2 separate regions of the Zea mays genome follow, and region 1 is linked to region 2. A link is a contact called in public Hi-C data. All regions are on one chromosome and are shown on one strand. The core of a region is the stretch at or near the end of the contact, and the rest is flanking DNA. Distances in the headings are between cores, read along the strand shown.

Region 1 (3,104 bases), core at 82-2,581, 510 kb before region 2:
AGGTGTATTCTACCAATGGAGGTTGAACATAATGGTCCATCATATTCTACTACACTGTAGCAGAATCAGTATATTAATCATACACGCATGTGATCTCATACATTGAATTTAATTGGTACACTGTGTTCATAAGTTGGCAGCAAAGACAAAAAGGAAAATACATGAATATGCATGATTGTAGAAGCCCTCCAACAAGTAAATTTGTCGTCCAGTGTCTAGCACACTAGCAATTCATCAAGCAACCAACCAAAATTGGTATCGATCAGATCGCATCTTCCAGTACAGTTACTTCAATGTCTACACTACAACGAGAAAATAGAAGACACCTTAAAAAGTGATACATGGTTAATGGCTTAGGTAATTAGGTACCGGACATACAGAAGTTGTGATTAGTTGTTTGAACTTTTGATATCAGGGGTTACACTCTTATTTTCAGAAAGCTATTTGAACTTTTGAAGCATAACTCCTAGAACCAAGCCAGAAGACAAATTGGGCATCCAAGCATGAGACGTTCCCTTTGAAGGGAATGACATAGAATTAATCAAGAGGAGAAATGGAGTGATTCAGCTTAAGATCATTTAGCTTCTAGATGAAGGATGAGAATCACGTCTTAGGAGTTCCCAATTCAGCTTAAGCTCCAATTTTGTTTCCAGAACATTCAGGAAGCATGTGAACCATTTGTGAGCTCCGAAAACATACCTCGTCTGACTACAGTTATACAGGAGCCCTAGAATTATGCCAGTCGGTAGAGAATGGCGTGAATACCAACTCAAAAGCGTGGAGGGTTGGAGGCACAAAACCTCCGCGATCTAGAACTCTCTACAATGTTCACCACCCACCATGAGCGTAACAAGCCCAAAGCCCTAGAGCCGCTAACCCAACTCCAAACTCTCCTCGATCTGCCTCGGAACTGGGGGCCTTTGTCGCTTGGGACTACGGATCTCGTACACAATAAGCGAAGCACCAAGCGTTAAAACAATCGAGCAGCTAAAGCCGGCTCTCCCAGATGCTTCGGGATCATGGAGCGCGTCAGCCAGATCGGGCAGCTGAGAGTACAGAGACAAGCATCTAGAAGCTTCTGGAAGCTTCTAGGAGGGTGAGGAAGCGGCAGGCAGGGTAAACTGACCTCCTCGGCGGAGACGGAGATCTCGTTGGCCTTCTCGTCGGCCTCCTGGCGGATGAACCGCACCATCTGCTGGATCTGCTTGGATACATCGGCGTCATTCATCTTGACGGCGGCGGATCCGACAGGCCCTCCGGCTGCTCTGCTCGCTCCGGCACCGCCGCGCTGGGGGTATGGAAGTTGCTGAGGAGGCAATCGGGAGTCCACGGGATCGAGACTGGTCGAGGTGGAGGTCGTGGGGCTAGTCTAGGCGTCTAGCCGCGCGGGGGCAACGTGATCGGGTTGGTTGCCGCTGCCTGTCTGTATGTGATACCATTATTTCGTGAACCCGGTCCATGGTTCCGTGATCTTTATCATTGCTTCCGGTCATTGTCTGACCAGTTTTTTACATCAGAGTATCTCCAACAATATCTCAAGCTAATGTCTTAAATTAAAATATAGAGTTTTACACTGAAAAAATAACTACAACAGTGCCTCATTTCATAAAATTTGATCAAAAAACTATAAGATACATTCTCAAGTGCCTCAAATACACTATAGTGGGCTGTCATATAATCTATATTTGAGGCTTTACTGTTAGAGCGGTGTGTTTTGTTGATGCCCTAAATTATATAAATTATACTCATTTTTAAATTATAGAGTTTTTTTATAGGTCGTTGTTGTAGATGCTCTTAGGGTATCTCCAAGAAATCACCTAAACCAACCCAAAAACGTTTTAAGGAAAAAACACATTTTGAGCCCTCCAACCATTCCCTCTTCTCCCCATATTTATATTTATAGATGGCCAAATGGGTCGTGTTTAACGGACCGGCCCAAAGCACAACTCATTTAATAGTTCCAGACCGGGCCCGGCACGCCATTGCATCGGCCCGCAGTGCCAGTCCGGTCCGACACGATTATATTTTTTATTTTATAAAACATAGTATATATATTTAGATTTTATAATTGCTATTTTTACAACAAATGCACTAGATGTAAGTTTTACATGTTAGTCTCCTTCATGTAGCGTTTTCAGCCTTGTAGAGAGGTCGTGGGTTTAAAACCTCACTTGTGTATAGTTTTTTTTACTATTTTTCCTGATTTAACAACACAACATGAACAAGTTAACGGATCGGCCCAGCATAGCTACTAGGCCGGTATGCCGTGATTGGACCGTAGCTGCGACACGCGGGCCGATCGGGCATGGCCTGATTATCCGTCGGGCCGGCCCGTGCCGTGCGGAACCGGGCCGACCGTTTGTGCAACAACTATACCCATTTTTTTTGCTTCCCTCATCCATTTCCTGCCCTCCCGCAAATTTGAGCGTCACAGATCCTCCCCAATCGCCCCTACTCGCCTTCGCTTTTTACACGGCCTGCCGCGCCGCCGGCTCCTCCGCAAAGTAGTCCTCGACGTTGCCTCCTCTAGCCCCGCGGTCGTCTTGCAACCCCTGGGGTCCTGGCCGTGCAAATGAGCACGCTGACCTGGCCATGGTCGATCCACATGGGGACAAATGAGCACGCTGACCGGCCGGCGAGGCACAGGAAGAAATAAATACGTGTTCTTATTGCTTGTACTGTTAGCTTTCTACCGCATGTAGTTTACATGTTCGACGAAATGCCAACTAAAGACAGGATACTAGTTGTTTCAAAAGTATTTGGGATTATGTATTAGCCGTCTGCTGTGGGTTTAGCTTTTTTTAAGAAATATTTTTTAGCAACAACCCCAATAAAACGTTTTGGAGAACATTTTTTTTAGAGTTGCTTCTAGTCTCGTCCCTAAAAAAAGAGCCACACGCGGATCCACCTGTTTTGTTGGGGCCCGATAAAATCCATAAACTCTTTAGCAAAATATTATATTGTCGCGACTCAAGTATATCTACACCACATAATAAAGCTAGCCTAGATTATGTTTTAAACTTGAGCTAGCTCAGCCCTTGTGGGATGGAACAATCATTATTAAAGGATTATTATGCCCTCCCACACAATCAGAAACATGTGCT
Region 2 (2,966 bases), core at 191-2,690:
GGTATATATTGGTCACTTTGCCGAGTGTAACACTCGACAAAGAGGCGCTTTGCCGAGTGTCAGGGTCAAAACACTCGGCAAAGAGCAAAAACCTGGGCACCGGTTTAGTGACTTTGCCGAGTGTTATGTCTCTGGCACTCAGCAAAGAGGCCGGCTTTGCCGAGTGCCGCACAGAGCACTCGGCAAATAGCCTGACATGGGGACCCTCCCTGGCGGGCTCTTTGCCGAGTGTCCTAGAGGGCACTCGGCAAAGATATATTCTTTGTCGAGTGCTTCTGGAAAGACACTCGGCAAAGACACCGTCTCCGTCACCCGTCACCGTAACGGCCGCTTTTCTTTGCCGAGTGCCCGAGAAAAAGTACTCGACAAAAAAGACTTTGCCGATGCACTGTTTGCCGAGCCTTCTTTGCCGAGTGTCACACTCGGCAAAGACGTTGCCGAGTGTTTTTAAGGCTTTGCCGAGTGCTTCGGGCACTCGGCAAAGCGCCCGTTTCCGGTAGTGACTCACCCTTGCTTATTTGTTGTTTTTCAGAGAAAGAAATCGCTGATCGGGTAAGAGTTACGCCTGTTCCAACCTTGCCCGTGGCTGTTAGACCGCTAATTTGCTTCACTGCGTATATCGGGCTGCTTCAGCCCCACTCTGATGATATGTCCCGAGTTGTGGACCAACTCTTAAAGTTGATCGCCACCTTTATAGGTCTGTCTCGTTTAAGCAGATCTGGAATCATCTGATGTATAAATGTGTTTACTAACCTCATAGAACTAGTAATTATATCATATTTGAGTCCCAGAGGATTAGGGCGCTTCAAACCTCTTGAACGAAAGAACCAAACGAGATGAGAATTTGTAAAACATATGCCGAGGTCCAAAAAAGATCGCAGATTGGGACATGACTCAAAGTGTATGTAATAGGATCATTTAGGGCCCATTTAGATTCACCTGACTAAATACCTGTCCCATCACATCAGATATTTAATACTAGTTAGAAATATTAAATATAATCTAATTATTATAAAACTAATTACACAGATAATAACTAAACATTAAGACAAATTTGCACGATTCGCTAATGTAATGCTACATTAAATATTTTTTAATTATAAATTAATTAGACTTAATAAATTCTGTAATGCTATATTAAATATTTTTTAATTATAAATTAATTAGACTTAATAAATTCGACTCGTCGTTTGTGTTATTCATCTGCGTAACTATTTTTATAATTATACCGTATTTAATATTCATAATTTATATTCAAACATCGACTAATCATTAGTAAATGAAACAAACATTCCATTAGTCTATTCTCATCCTGCGTTACATATTTGATTTTGACACTTGAATTTGGAGGAGGTGAACTCCCTTCCAAAATTGGAACCTGCTCAACGCAGCCCGAAAGACACCCGCGTCGGCGCGCCTCGACTCCTTTCTCTCGTGCCCAATCCGGCCGCGCGCCCCTTCGGCCGCGCCGCACCGCACCGCAGCGAAGCAAACCACCACCAGGCCGGGACCAAATCCCAACTAAACCCGTCCCGGCAACCCTCCAAATCCAAAGCCGGAAAATCAACCAACAATTTTCCTTCCCCATTTTCTCCACCCACGAACTCGTCGTCTCTCATCCCCGGCCGCCACCGCCTCCCCTCCGTTCTCGCACCCCACCAAAACCCTAGCCGCCGTACCCCAGCGCGCTCGCGGTCCCCTCTCCCCGCCGCCACGTCTGTCTAGATCCGCGCGCGCCCTAGGGCTTCAAGGGCCCCGCGTCGCCAGCTTCCGCATCTGGGCTGGTAGTTTTTCAGTTAGGGTTGGCCCGCCATGCCTCGGAGCTCGCGTCACAGGTCGCACCGGTCCCACAGGCGAGGAGGGTCCGCTGACCGGTCGGAGTCAGATGGCGAGGAGTCGGCTCCGGTCGCCGGCGCGCGCGAGGAGGCCGCGGCGGCTAGGGTTTCCAGAGATCCCGAGCCTGAGAGGCGCCGCTCGTCCTCGGGACAGGAGGCCGTGAGATCAGGGAACGGGTACGCTGAGCACGGGAAGAAGAGGAAGGAGAGGGTTGAGGAGGCCGTGGTTGATGTGGTCAGCGACCGGTGGAACAGTGGCGTCTGTGACGATCACCTGGTCGACAAGAGGTCCAAGAGCGAGACCTTTGGGCATGCTGAAGTGGAGAAGCTGGCCGACAGGTCCAGGGGATCAGGGGATGAGTCCAAGAGGTCAAGCAGACGAGCAGTGGCTGTGGATGACAGGGCTGAGGAGGTTCTGTCTAAGAGTGACTCTGGGAAACGGAGGTCAGAGAAACAGAAGGATGTGGGGAGGAAGGAGAGTACCGGGCATTATAAGGATAACAGAGATAGGGAGAACGAAAGGGAAAGGGGGGAAGAATGGGAGCGGCAGAAGGAGCGAGATAGGGGAAGGAGTAGGGATAGAGAGCGTGAGAAGGAAAGAGCACGAGAGAAGGAGAGGGAGAGAGAACGGGAGCGTGAGAAAGATAGGGACCGAGAGCGGGACAGGGAGCATGAGAGGGAGCGTGATAGGCAGAAGGAGCGGGAGTGGGACAAGAAAGATCATGATTCCAAGCACGAGAGGTATGAGGATGGCGGGAGCAGGAAGAGTGGCTTGAAGATGAGTAGGACGGAACAGGAGGCCTACTCATATAGGAGAGATACAGATGTCAATGGTGAGTAGCCCATTTTCTACATGTTCTCAACAATACCAATAGCATTCCTGCTCTATGTACGATTATACGTCATGTTCCTACTGCAATGTGTTACAGTTTTCTTATCCTGATTTCATTTAGAGTTTTGCATGATGCTATCATTATTTTAAATAGTTCTAGCATATATTAATAAATGTGCTGGAAATGGTTGTAACCTGTGGAGTTCATAGTTTTCCTACTTTTGCGTTGTTTTCTATCACACTGAACGATTTAATATCCATGTTTCCCTTTGCTACATTAAACTCTGTTATGCTTATTA

The links. A called contact is a pair of places that touch in the nucleus more often than the background predicts.
Region 1: a contact with region 2 is called in a Hi-C map of bundle sheath, with 2.4 times the contacts expected there. The contact joins the promoter of LOC100273417 here to the promoter of LOC103636131 in region 2. A contact is called at or near these places in 6 of 25 Hi-C or Micro-C datasets (bundle sheath, ear, leaf and 2 more).

What each region holds. Positions count from the first base shown.
Region 1 is chr8:152,115,739-152,118,842 of Zm-B73-REFERENCE-NAM-5.0, reverse strand. LOC100273417 (V-type proton ATPase subunit E3) reads right to left here and starts at 1,331. Exons shown (of 6, transcript NM_001147854.1): 1 at 1,127-1,331. The coding sequence starts at 1,228.
Region 2 is chr8:151,608,075-151,611,040 of Zm-B73-REFERENCE-NAM-5.0, reverse strand. It overlaps LOC103636131 (zinc finger CCCH domain-containing protein 13), which reads left to right and starts at 1,440. Exons shown (of 5, transcript XM_008658490.3): 1 at 1,440-2,668. The coding sequence starts at 1,813.